Linked DNA regions of Zea mays: region 2 is linked to region 1. Evidence: chromatin contacts called from public Hi-C data. All regions are on one chromosome and are shown on one strand. Each heading gives the region's core, a stretch centred on a gene start, on an enhancer-like site or on the middle of the called end of the contact. The rest is flanking DNA. Distances are from core to core; before and after follow the strand shown.

What was found. Hi-C and Micro-C count contacts between places; a contact is called where the count stands out from the background.
Region 2: a contact with region 1 is called in a Hi-C map of ear, with 3 times the contacts expected there. The contact joins the promoter of LOC100283085 here to the promoter of LOC100273536 in region 1. A contact is called at or near these places in 2 of 25 Hi-C or Micro-C datasets (ear and leaf).

What each region holds. Positions count from the first base shown.
Region 1 is chr7:38,851,250-38,858,219 of Zm-B73-REFERENCE-NAM-5.0, reverse strand. LOC100273536 (putative protein kinase superfamily protein) reads left to right here and starts at 3,959. Exons shown (of 8, transcript NM_001147954.1): 1 at 3,959-4,177; 2 at 5,397-5,514; 3 at 6,422-6,669; 4 at 6,783-6,909. The coding sequence starts at 5,421.
Region 2 is chr7:39,029,109-39,036,078 of Zm-B73-REFERENCE-NAM-5.0, reverse strand. It overlaps LOC100283085, which reads right to left and starts at 3,116. Exons shown (of 3, transcript NM_001155987.2): 1 at 2,801-3,116; 2 at 2,590-2,655; 3 at 2,169-2,456. The coding sequence starts at 3,040. The coding sequence ends at 2,352.

The DNA.
Region 1 (6,970 bases), core at 2,710-5,209:
TAACATTAGAAATATATGAGAAAACTCAGAAAATGGGTGAAACAATAATAGCTTAATGTTTTCTAAAAAATGAATTAATATTTATGTTACCTAGACTATGGAATGACTTAAAGTTATCTAAAAGGAATTTAATATTGTCTGGACGCTAGAATGACTTAATATTTTCTAGAATGACTAAACTAATAACATAAGAAATGTCTAAGAAAACCCACAAAAATGGCTAAAAACAATAAATAACTTAACATTTTCTAAAAAATGACTAAATATTTAATAGAATGACTTAATGTTGATTGGAATGACTTAATGTGGCTAGGATACGAGCCACGTGGGGTCATACCACACGAGGTGCGGAGGCGCGCGGTCGGGCGGGCAGGCGCTTGTGTCAGGATGGTCCTGGTGATGGATCGTTGGTTCCATCACCCGAGGTGATGAATAAAGTATATATATACATGTATGTATGTATAAGTATACGTGTGTGTGTGTATATGTTATATTGTGAACTTGTCATATTATGAACTTTTGATCTTTGTAAACTTGTTATATTACGAATTGTGGACTTGTGATCTTTGCAATCTTTATTGTATTATGAACTTGTTATATTGATAGATTACCGATTGTATTTTAGATTTTGACTGTTACCGGTGTATTTTCCATACCGAGCTTTCGTTTTCAATGTTTGCGAAATTCCGACATCGTTTCCATTTCCGGAGTTACCATTTTCGATTTTGTTTTCGATAAAAATATGAAAACGGTAACATTTTTTGTGTTTCTGGCCGTTTTCATCCCTAGATGTAGGGCTCTATGTTGCACCCTTCTTTGAGCTTCCTTCTTCTGCTTTTTGTTGCTTGGTTCGAAGCCTGATCCTCTCGTAATTGGAAGAATAAGCTTCCTTAAGCTTGACGACTAAGTGTCGAAGCTTATCATGTTCTCCGTTGAGGTCATGAATTCACCTAAGGTGGGCGCCAATGTTGGTCACTTATTTTTGACTCATGAATAAAATAAAAACAAGGCAACACAAATGGACATACCTTCTCTTCACCCCCTAATCAACTCTCCGCAAAAGTGTTAATTAAGAGGAGAAGGCAGAAGATGGTTGGATAAGAGTTAAATTGCAGATGAAGAAATTATAACACAAAATGTTCTAAAATACTCATATTGAGAGTGCTATTCTTCTTCATCCTCTTATTAATAATGATTACAATTGTACCTTCGGCCTTAGAAAACAACATGAAGGTGAAAAGGAGCAAATACGAGCTTTATAGGTGCAACAATTCGATTTTCTCCCTCCTGGAACACGTACTCGTTTGTGTGGTAATGTACCTCTATTTATAGTGGCGAAATAGAACTTCGTAAAAATTACAACCATGTCCTCAGTCCTATACACATGAACTATAAAATCAACTAAGGGTATTATCACCATTTCCTTTGTAGCCGTCTTGAGCAAGCCTTGAGGATTTCTTCTTCTATCTTTGTTGACACATTCACACTATGGAGCTGAAGGTCGTTGTTCGTCTTTGTGTTTGTGTGTTAGTTGCACATTGTTTCCAAACGAAGGTGACCTTTGTCGACCGCTCTGTTACACCTAAAACAGACTTATAAACTATTGAGAAATCAATGCTTTGAGGACCTTAGGCCGAGAAAGGCCCCAACATTGATGTAGTTCATATTTTCATGGACCAACATACATTCTTGTTACCTTAAAGAATTTGTTAGTCCACACATGTTGCCATTAATTACCAAAACATAAATTAGGGCCTATATGCTCATAGAGTGGATGGTTGGGGGCACACGATGCTGGGGCGCGGAGGCAACTACGATGGGCATCGAGGCCGCCGTCGCTGCATGAGACCATCAAGGGGGAGGTGGGAAGAGAAGAGCACAAGTGTTGGGGCGACACAGTGGCCTGTGAAGAACGATGACGCAGAGGGAGGCATGCTCTATGGACGAGAGAGAGAGAGAGAGAGAGAGAGAGAGAGAGAGAGAGAGAGCAGTAGCAGTTAGAAAGAGGAAGCTGGTGGCAGCCATGGGAGAAGAGGGGACTTGAGGCGGTGGAGGAAGGACCTGACAATGTGAGAGCGTTGCTGAGTGACATAGAGGCAGGGGAGGTGTAGCTCGGGTCACCGGCCGCCGGAGAGTGGAGCATGACCATCCGCACGACAGGGGAGTTGGCGCATGGGGCGTCGACCACCGACGTGACTGGGCAAGGGAGTTGCACGTCTGGCGAGAGGGTAACCGCGATAGTGGAGTGGGGGCATCGCTTGCCGACCGTCGACGTGGTTGGGTAGGGGAGGCACACGCCGAGGGAGATGGGAACCACGACAAGGGTTTCACCAGGTGGTCGCATCAAAGGGGGATGGGGGAGCCTGGCGTAGCCATGGGAGGCTCGCTAGCCATGGAGCAGGCGACGCTTAGAGCTTAGAGAGGGAGAGAGGAAGAAGGCAGAAACAGTGCCCTGATACCATGTTGTAGGGTGAAACTTTTAACCCTAACCATGGTTGGGATGCTATATTAATGATGTGGGCTAATCTAAGCTTGTTACAGCTAACACATCCAATCAAAGAAGAAGAAAAGAAAAATGTCGTTGTGGTTAGCGATGAAAACGGATGGAAAAACCCTTCTCCCGTTTCGCTCATGCAGTTCATTGTCGAAAATGGGTGCAGGAGCGGAACAACCACGGATGGAAACGAGTCTGAGTTACACGGGTTTACGGAAACGAACCAATACAGTCGAAAATTAACCGAAAAACGAACGGAAATTACCTCAACGAAAAAATTACCTGGAAACAAATAATCACAAGGTGTCGTAGTCGTAGTCCAAATTCAAATTCAACAGTCCACTAAACAACGAGAAAATAAGTCCACGTGATTATATGACCACATGTCCACATAGACATTAAACATGTCACACTCACACATTGACACACATACATACATAATAAAAGTTCTTCAAGGTCTTCATGACATCTAGCATTTGCAAATGATTCAAACACCAATTCACCATGACATCGGGCATTTGCAAGATTTCTTCACGGTTTGTCATCTTCAGCCATGAATTGGGAGCAGATACTTGAAATTTAGAAGCAGCAAGCGCTACGAAATTGAAACAAGCAAATGCCTGAATTTTAGAAGCAAACATGTATGCATGTAGGATGCAACAACCAACAAGCATCATTGCGCCAAGCAGCAAGCGTCATTGCACCAAGCAGCAAGCAATTGAAACAAGTAAATGTCTGCTGCTGTTAGAACTTGCAAGCAATTGAAGCAAGCAAGGTGTGAGGTTGATCCACGACTAGACCGCGTGATTACTAATTCTTCGATGGACTGGAGGACTAGAGGTGTGGAGGAGGTCGTTACCTGAAGGCGAAGGTCGATGGTGAGCTGGTTCCGGTGCCGTGCTGCGTGCTGCGTGCTGCACTGCTGGCCCGACGTCTAGCGTGGCCTAGCTGCCGAGATGGCACAAGTGTGTGACAGCGGCCGCGAGCGAAGGTGAGTGGGAGTCCCGTGTCCGTGCTCGACGTGTCTCGACAATGGTGAGTTGGTGAGTCGCGGAGTCGGTCGTTGGCGTGACGGTGCCTGGAGGTGTCTTATGTTGAGCCACGTCACAGCGTCCACGTGCCGAACTGGCAAACATGGGAGTGGGCTTAGGGTTTCACGTGTGTACCGTTCCTTAGCCTATTAGGCTTGTCGCATTGGGCCTAACGGTGAGTGGTGACGGCTTTACAATGTACACCTTGTGGCTGTGGGACTTAATCTTCACGTTAAATTTGGAAATATCCAGATGAAATATAGGATCTCAACAATCAGAACGGAAAATAGTATTTCTCATTTTTGTTTTGTTCCCGCAGACTCTCAACTCGTAACCTGTTTCGTATCTATATTTTCCAAAAATCCGAAAACAGACGAACGATGTATAGAAAACGGAGCTGATAGGAACGAGATTTTTTACATCCATTTTCATCCCTAGCTGTGGTCCCACAGGTCGCACCATTCTCCCCTCTTCTTCCGCCGATACACACGCCCTGCACGGGGGCTCGCCGAGGCTTCAGTTTACTACTGAAGCACGCACCGCAGCGTCTCCACCTTCTGCTCAACCTCCGCTTCCGTAGGTGCCGGCGCTAAGCGAGGATCCCTCCGTTCATCGGTCCCGACGGCACCTCGACTCGTTTCGTCGGTCGCTGGTAAGGAAGCCCTAACTATTTTCTTCCTCGGATTGACTGCTTCCTTTTTCGAGTTGAGATCAGTTCAGTTGGAGAGATTATCTATTTCTATGCTTGTGTGCCCTCGAATCCAAATCTTCCTTTCGTGGTGCGGATGCGTGAACGGTCCTCCAATCCAATCCCCTTCGAGGTACATGGACTGCTTGCTTGCTTGATGTGTGGTGGACCTGTACTGGTAGCAGCATGTAAATTATTAACTTTCTCTTGGGATTGGTGGAAACACCAAAGGTCGCCCCTGGTAATAGCGGAAGAACTTGATCTTATACGTCTTTTTTTTCTTCTTGGGATCTCCTTACGGTTCCAAGATGTACTGGTCTCCACGCCCTTGTTGAAAAGGCTGGCTGAAAGCGACCCTCATTGCTGCAATCACTTGTTCACTCACCTGAATAGTGAATGCTATCTGAAATGTATAACTCCAAACCCTCTGGAAAGAGAAATAAAATGGTACCTGCTAAGTTATTCTCAGACTTACAGCTATCAGCCTACTAATATGTGAATAAATTTGTTAGCTCGCACATTAAATAGGTCAAACATTCATGCTAACTGCCTTACTAAATTTGTTTGATGAGTATGGACGGATTGTACTAAATTTTTGTGATGAATACAGACGAGTTGTACGCCGGCACCTATTGGGCCTGTTTGGTTCAGTTTTTTTCTGACCATATTTTCTGAGAATCTAGCCGTGGAGAGAATCTGGCTGTGGGAAGAATCTGAGTATCGTGGGGATTACGGGCCTGTTTGGTTCGTGTCTAACTGCGCCACACTTTGCCTAAGGTTAGTCGTTCGAATTGAAGAACTAACCTTAGGCAGAAAAGTTAGGCAAAGTGTGGCAAGTTAGGTAGCGAACCAAACAGGCCCTACATGCGGAGAAATATGAAATGGATCAAAGGGTTCAGGATCTAGAAAACGATGGATTCCTACTATCGTTACTACTCGACCGATTCTGTGTTCATTTTGATTTTGAACGGTTTTTAACGATTCTTATAGAAGTGGGCTGAAAAGTTGGGGCGTTTGGCAGTCCGCAACAGCTTTTGGTGGACATAAACTAAAAAAAGCCCAAACAAACAGCTCCATTGACTGATTGATTGCATGTAGTCATGCTGCTTGTGTATGAGGAATGCCTTCTTTCTGAACTTTCCATTTATCTCTAATTGTTGTGTTTTTGTTGCATGTACCGAAGTGGCGACGGGTGATTGACTGCGATATGAGGCAATGGTTATGTTGTAACTGCCACTTTGATGACGAGGAAGATGGCCATGACAAGGAACAGGCCAAAGCTCAGAGCAATAAGATAGACCGTACGATGCTTGCTTTCAATGCTTTTCTTTGTTTGGTCCTGTGAATTCTGGTATGACTGGGCCAGTTGAAGGTTATGTAGGGACCAACCTTTTGTTCTCTCTTGACGTCCATGGGAGTTAGGAAACTTCAGTCGTATTCATTCTGAAGAACAGCTCAGAGCAGTTTTCTGGCCATTCACAGAAAGTTTTCATGTTCTTTAATGTGAATCAGATTATTACTGGATTCACATGTACAGATAAGGCAGATGAAGAATTTCTGATATGATTTCCGGGACTGGCTACAAACTTGATATATAAGTCAACCATCAGTGTTTCTTAGTGTAATTCTGATACTGGCGAATACAGGGATATGTCTTAGTCAAATGTGTAGATAGCATATACAAAGAAACCATCATATTGTTTTTTTTAATATAAAATGCTTGAACATCAGTCTTCCGAGGCAAAGATCTCATTATAGTGTTTCTCATATCACATATACACTTCTGTTTATACAGACAAAACTGTGTTGGAACCCTAATTGTTGTCTTTGGGTTGCACAGTTTTCCTCTATTCTTTTTGGGGACGTAATTCACTGTGCTGGAAGGTAGATAAAGAAGTGTTGGAAGACCATTCCTAGTTTCTACTGTCAGACTCAGACCAATCACCCTTCTCTTTTTAAGGGACCCAAGTCACACGATGCTCATAATACATGTCTTTTATATCTTTCTTGTGTTGTTTCTAAGGTGTTATTTGTCTTATCACATGTACGCCACCTTTGCCCTCTCCATGAACAGAAGTTCCCAAGGTTTTCTGCTAGAATCTGTTAGACTGACTAATTGGAGACCTATGTATTAAGTCCTCCTGTATCATCTTTTAGTTACATCATTTATATCTTTAGTCTTTGCTGATTTAATTTTTATCTTTTCAGCCAAGCAGAAGTCTTCAAAACCTCCTGTTAGTCAACCTGAGCCAGAGTTCTCCCCTCCAACAATTGATGTTCCTGAATTGTCATTGGATGATTTGAAACAAAAGACTGATGATTTTGGATCAAGTGCTCTGATTGGTGAAGGTTCTTATGGACGAGTATATCATGCCGCTTTAGATGATGGGAGGCAAGCCGCAGTTAAAAAACTTGATGCATCTGAAAATGAGCCTAATGATGAGTTCCTCAAACAGGTGACCACTGACAGGATTTAAGGTTTCTTGATTTTGTGTTCATATTCCTAATACATAGTTGATAATGTCGGAAGGGGAAAAATGAAAAAATATGTACATTCTTTGCGTTGCAGGTCTCACTGGCATCAAAGCTAAAACATGAAAATCTTGTTGAGATGTTGGGTTATTGTGTGGATGGGAATTATCGTATACTTGCTTATGAATTTGCAACCATGGGTTCGCTTCATGATGTTTTACATGGTAAGATGTTAAGCATACAACACCCTTTTCATGTCCAATGTGCACACACTATATTCTTTAT
Region 2 (6,970 bases), core at 1,867-4,366, 180 kb before region 1:
TCTGTTTTATCTCCCCTTTATTGACTCACTCTCAGGTGTTGCTTAGATCCCGGACACATGCTCCCATGCCCCCGAACTTGCCGTGCCATCCCACTGCAGAGAACATGGTCACCGCGCCCGGAATTCCAGCTCCACCACTCGACGCTGCATGTAAGGAAAAGACCCGGTCTTTGACGCGGCATGCACGCACAGGAGCGCCATGTCTAACTGACCACTGCCTCCTAAACTTAGGCACAAAGACTAAGCACAACGACTAAGTAAACAAGATTATATATCCTTGACATCCTAGAGTAAGAATAGCTGAGATTAGGCGTACGCCAAATTTGGTGGTGAATGCACAGACAATGATTGTACCTTATGTCCAATTAGCTATATTGCGTTGCGTTGGATTATTGTGTGTTGCTTGCTTCAACTGTTACTAGGTCAGTACCTGTGCGTTGCAACGGGAACATATAATACCATGATAACTTATATACAAAATGTGTCTTATATTGTTATAAGAAAATATTTCATAATCCATTTGTGATCCTAGCCATACATAAGTTTTGTTATTTTAATTTAGTTGTTTCACTACTACATTGCAACCATCAGTATCATGCAGACTTCGATATATGTCATGATTTGCATGGTCTCATTATTGGAGAGCACGTGCCACACCTGCCGGTAGAAGTTCCGTCGTACATCGTTAGTCATCAGGCACGCACCACCATACACGCTTGCTTAAACAAAAAATGCAAGTGTGTGTTTGCGAAGAGAATTAAAGGCAGGCCGGCACAAAAGGTACCCCGACGATGGCGAGTGGTCATTGTTGTCGGTCCACCTCTGCTCACCTCCGGTGTCGAGATGACGCCACAATCCTTGATATAATAGTCGTCGAACGCGCGCGATATGGTGAGTACCGATCACTCTTGGCTGGGCTGCCAAATAAAGTGCACCCCGGGCTCATCAGCGAGGTAGTACACCTGGTCGTTGCACCACCGGATGTGCTACTCCTCTACATACATCTTGTTCGAGGACACTCACACAACAACAACAACAATGGTCATCATTCCAGCGCACAAGAATTCATGGTCGGTCAGTAGCGACTTACGTGGCAGGTTAGGCTTCAGGTGGATGATGAGCTAGACGGCGTGATGGCGTCGTCGTAGGTTGCGATGGCCAGAACAACCCGAGAGTCGTCGACATTGGCGACGACCATGAGGTCCCCATGTTTGACGATGGACAGCGCGGTGCAGCCGCTCTGGACCACGTCCAAGCGGCGGCTGCGCCAGAGCTTGCCGTACACAGCGGCGCATGGGCCATGTAGTACTGCTTCCAGAGTTCGAACTGACAGTCGCCAAGTTTCTTCTCGTCGTCGGTGAGCGACGCCAACGCGAGCGCCTCATGCTAGTGGTGTTTGTTCGGGGTTTCCAAGTAAGAAACATGGATTCATCTTTGGCATTGGTTTATGAAAATGATTTATAAGTTAGATCCATGGAAAAATACTATGGGAATAAATGTTACACATGCAAAAAAAAGTATTTAAGTTGAAAACATTATTCAAACAAAAGAAATTGCATGCAAGGCTCTTTTTTAAATACTACTCCCTCAATCCAAAAATATAATTTAATAATCTCAGTGATACTTATCTACTACTACACATTGTGCAAGGGTAGCAGGTGGGCTTCGGGAGAGATGTATTATATGTTTTTACTATAATAGATGTAAACAAAAACACACATGTGGTGTAGTGGTAGCTACAAACACATTTATTTGAGAGGTTGCGGGTTCGAATCTCCTTGGAGCCTGTTTTTTTAATTTAATTTTAGCTAGGCATGGGATGCACGTGGGAATGGGAATAGGCTTTGTGGGAGGGGGAATGAGAAAGACATGTGATAGCCGGGAATGGAAATGTGAATGGGCTTTGCAGGGAGGGGGAATGAGAAAGACATGCAGCTGGGAATGGGCTTTGCAGTGAGGACGGAATGGGAATGACAGAACACGGAATGGTACAGTAATAGTCTGTTAGGATAGAATAGTTCTATTTCTTATTAGGAAAACACCATTTTCTTTAGCTCAACTAGGTTGAGTCCTTGGCACAGCGCAAACAGTGGTGGCAGAGAGCGATTTATGTGCATGTACAAAACCACATATAACAATACAACAATTTTAGAGAGCAAGAGAGATTATTGAGTACACGGTGAATAAAGCAAGCAATTACATGATATGATTATGTGGATTATGCTATTACACATAGGATCGATGTTGTGACGCTAGCCAGCACAGCATGCAGCTTCACAGCCTCATTTCACAACTACTACAAATCAATCACACGGTAGCTAGCGCGGAGCCCTTGAGCCGGCCGGCCCCACTCATTTCACCTCTGAGACCTCGTCCAAGGCGTAGTTGTTGGTGGACACGCCGGCGTAGTTCACCTTGTTGAACCGCACAACCACCGGGTAGCGGGTGTTGGGATCCTGTATATAATAATAATGCTAACGGCGATTCTCTAACTATGGTATTGCCATGTTCCACATTAACAAAATAAATTCTTGATTTTCTATCTATATATATATGCTCTAGCTATGACGAGGAGAGTGAGCTAGTAACCTGATCGACGGTGACGACGTTGCCGATCCCGTTGTACCAGTAGGACTCCCTCCTAAGGATCTTCACCTAGCCACCGATCAATATAATGGCACAAGAATAACCATATTAATTAAAGACCAAATCAATTGCATCAAATTGGTGGCGGTCGTCTGAGTAGCATAGACAACACGGCACGCATGCGGGGGTGATGATGAGTGTATATATTATGAACCTTGGCGCCCCTCTTGGGCCCGATCGGCGGCGGCTTCTCGGCCTTGGGCTTGGTGGCCACGGCACCCTCCCCTTCCGCCGCCTCAGCTGCGGCGGCCTCGTTGTCGGCCCGGGCCACGAGCCTCCTGCCAAGCCGGTTGGGCGCCGAGGCGAAGTTGACGCGGCCGCCGCTGCTGCCGGTGGGCACGCCCGCGGCCAGCATGAACCGCGAGGTGGCCGACGCCATGTTGGTGCTCGCCATGGGCGCGGACTCCTTGCAGCGGGTGCTCAGTTAGTCTGTCTGGCCTGGCGCGGGTGGGGGGAGAGTGAGTAAGTACGTACGAGCCAAGGGCGTAATGGCCTCAAATTGCATTGCGCGGATTATCCCCAGCCTGGTGCGCAGGGCGCCACGCGGTCCATGCCCCCCACTGGCCGGCTGCCACCTGGCATATCTTATCCGTGGCATGGATTTGGTTCTTCCTGCCACTTCGGTACGAATGCTCACGGTGGGATACGGCCACCGCAAAGTATCTTTTGCTGCTCGGCTTATCACGGTGGGGGAGGATATAGCTATGCATGACAGATACAGTTGCTTTTTGACATTTATGGAATTATTATGTCTCTTCATTTTAGATAGACGATTCTATTATTTGGAAAATATATGATAAATGTGAACGACATGTCACTTAGGGGATGTTTGTTTGATAAATCACTCCATTCAAGATAAGACGGTGCATCACGAGTCCATTACTCAAATTTGGTGGGATGACATTATTCCTCGTGTTAGTACTAACTAACTATTAGGAATGAGGTGGTGGTATAACAACTAAAATCCATTGCACAAACCAAACAAAAAAAAGTGAGGAGTGAGAAAATGATGAACTAATTTATTTCTCAAACCAAACATCCTATTAGTCTTTGCCCACAGCTCTTAGAGGTGTTTGGTTTGAGTAATCACTCCATCCAAAATGAGGTGGTGCATCATAGATCCATTCCTCAACTTTGGTGGGATGACCTCATTCCTCATATTAGTACTAATTATGATTATGAGGAATGATGTGGTGATGGATCAACTCATTCCATTGCACAAACCAAACAAAAAAGTGAGGGTTGAGAAGATGATGGACTAGCTCATTTCTCAAAACAAACACCCTATAGTGTCGCTCGCCTACTTAATACACTTCGCATTATAGTGCCCTCCACTAGTACAAGGCCCTCCACTAGTACCAGGAGTGGTTCGTAACTCATTTTCACCGTCGTTTTCTAGAACCGCTAGTGAAATGTTTTTTTCACATGCGGTTAATTGAGAATCGCTAGTAGAAATCGATTTAACCGACGGTTCAGTTAATTTGCTACTCAGAATCAGGTCAACCAGTTGAAGACTACTATGAAGACTTTGATTAAGTTCTAGGTCGTCGTCGCTCTGGTCAACCTGCATGTGTCTTGTTATCGGGATCATCATCGTCGTTTAGTTTATTTTATTAGTTATTTTTGTAAAGACATTATACTTACAAATAAAGTTTGTGACACTAGTTTCTATACACTGAGTCATCATTGAAAGGGAAATAGGGTTTAACCTTTTCCTATAAATAATTTTGGTGGTTGAATGCCCAACACAAATATTGGACTAACTAGTATGATCTAGATTATATATTCTACAGGTGCATAAAGGTTCAACACAAACCAATAAAAGACCAAAGATAGGGTTCAAAAAGAAAGGAGCAAAGAAACCCAAGTGTGCCCTGGCCTGGCGCACCGGACAGTACAACTCCGAACTGGCCACCTTCGGGTTTCTGCAGCGCCACTCTGCTATAATTCACTGGACTATCCGGTGCACCAAGCGGAGCAACGGCTACCAGCGCAATGGTCGACTGCAACGGGCACCTGCAAACGCTACAATGCGCGCAGAAGTTAGAGCAGCCACCAGAGGCGCACCAGACAGTGCACAGTACCTGTCCGGTGCGGCAACGGACTGTCCGGTGCCACTAGAAGACAAAGTTCTAACGGTCAAAACCGCCCGAACCCTAAAGGTTGGGTGACGTGGCTGGCGCACCGGACAGTGTTCGGTGGCGTACCGGACTGTCTGGTGCGCCCATCGATAGTAGCCACCCAACGGTTGTTTTGGTGGTTGAGAGCTATAAATAACCCTCAACCACCTCCACTCCAACCATCCAAGCATTCAACACATTGCATTCAATAAAAGAACAATAGACTCCACTCCAAAGACACAATTCAAGTGATCGATCTGCTCAAAGTCCCCAATTCAACTCTAGCGCATTAGGACTTGTGAGAGGATCATTTGTGTTTCTTTGTTGCTCTTGTTTGTTTGGCTTAGCTTTCTTTTCTTTCTCACTTCTTACTCTCAAGCTTTGTAAGTGAGGCAAGAGACACCAATTATGTGGTGATCCTTGCAGGGTCTAAGTGACTCGTGAGATTAAGGAAGAAGCCTCACTCGGTCTAAGTGACCGTTTGAGAGAGGGAAAGGGTTGAAAGAGACCCGGTCTTTGTGACCACCTCAACAGGGACTAGGTACTTTAGAACCGAACCTTGGTAAAACAAATCATTGTGTCATCCGCTTTATTTTCTTGGTTGATTTGTTTTCCTCTTCTCTCTCGTACTCGGATTTTATTCTAACGCTAACCCCGGCTTGTAGTGCGTTTAAAGTTGTAATTTCAGTTTCCGCCTATCCACCCCCCTCTAGGCGACTTTCAATTGGTATCGGAGCCCGGTACATCATTAGAGTCTAACCACTCGAAGTGATGTCGGGAGGATCCGCCAAGAGGGAGATGGAAACAAGCACAAGCCACGGGAAGGCTCCATCAAAAGAGTCCGACGCCAAAGGAAGGGAGGAATCACCTCCACGATTCAAGTCGCATCGGAGTGGCGACAAGAAGAAAAAGATGAAGAAAGTTGTCTACTACGAGACCGATTCTTCGTCGCCATCCACCTCCGGCTCCAACGCACCGTCCGTCACTTCTAAGCGACATGAGCGTAAGAAGTATAGTAAGATGCCACTTCACTATCCCGGTATTTCAAAGCACACTCCTTTACTTTCCGTCCCATTAGGCAAACCACCGTTTTTTGATGGTGAGGACTATTTTATGTGGAGTGATAAAATGAAGCATCACCTAACCTCACTCCACACAAGTATATGGGATATTGTTGGGTTTGGAACGTAGGTACCATCCGTGGGGGACGAAGGCTATGACTCGGACGAGGTCGCCCAAATCCAGCACTTCAACTCCCAAGCCACTACTATACTCATCGCCTCTCTATGTCAAGAGGAGTATAATAAAGTGCAAGGGTTGAAGATCGCCAAGGAGATTTGGGACGTGCTCAAGACCACGCACGAGGGAGATGTGGTGACCAAGATCACCAAACGGGAGACGGTCGAGGGGGAGCTCGGTCATTTTGTCCTCAACCAAGGAGAGGAGCCATAAGCTATGTATAACCGGCTCAAGACCTTGGTGAATCAAGTGCACATCCTCGGGAGCACCAAATGGGATGACCATGAAATGGTCAAGGTTATTCTAAGATCACTCGTTTTTTCGCAATCCTACGCAAGTTTAATTAATACGTGGTGATCCTAGATATAAGCTAATGTCTCCCAAGGAGGTTATAGGAAAGTTTGTGAACTTTGAATTGATGATCAAAGGCTCCAAACAAATCGTCAACTTGGAGCAAGGCGACACCTCCACACCCGAGTTCCAACCCGTCGCATTCAAGGCAACGGAAGAGAAGAAAGAAGAGTCTACATCAAGTAGGCTCCCCATCGACGCCTCCAAGCTCGACAACGAGGAAATGGCGCTCATCATCAAGAGCTTCCGCCAAATCCTCAAGCAAAGGAGGGGGAAGGACTACAAACCCCGCTCCAAAAGGGTGTGCCACAAGTGTGGTATGCCCAGTCATTTCATTGCTAAATGTCTTATGTCTAGTGATAGTGACAGGGGTGACGACAAGAGGGGAAAGAGGAAGGAAAAGAAGAAGTACTACAAGAAGATGGGCGGTGATGCCCACGTGTGTCGGGAATGGGACTCTGACGAGAGCCCCACCGACTCCTCCTCCGACGAGGATGCCGCCAACATCACCGTCAACAAGGGTCTTCTCTTCCCCAACATCGGCCACAAGTGCCTCATGGCAAAGGACGGCAAAAGGAAGAAGGTAAAATCTAGAGCCTCCACTAAATATACAA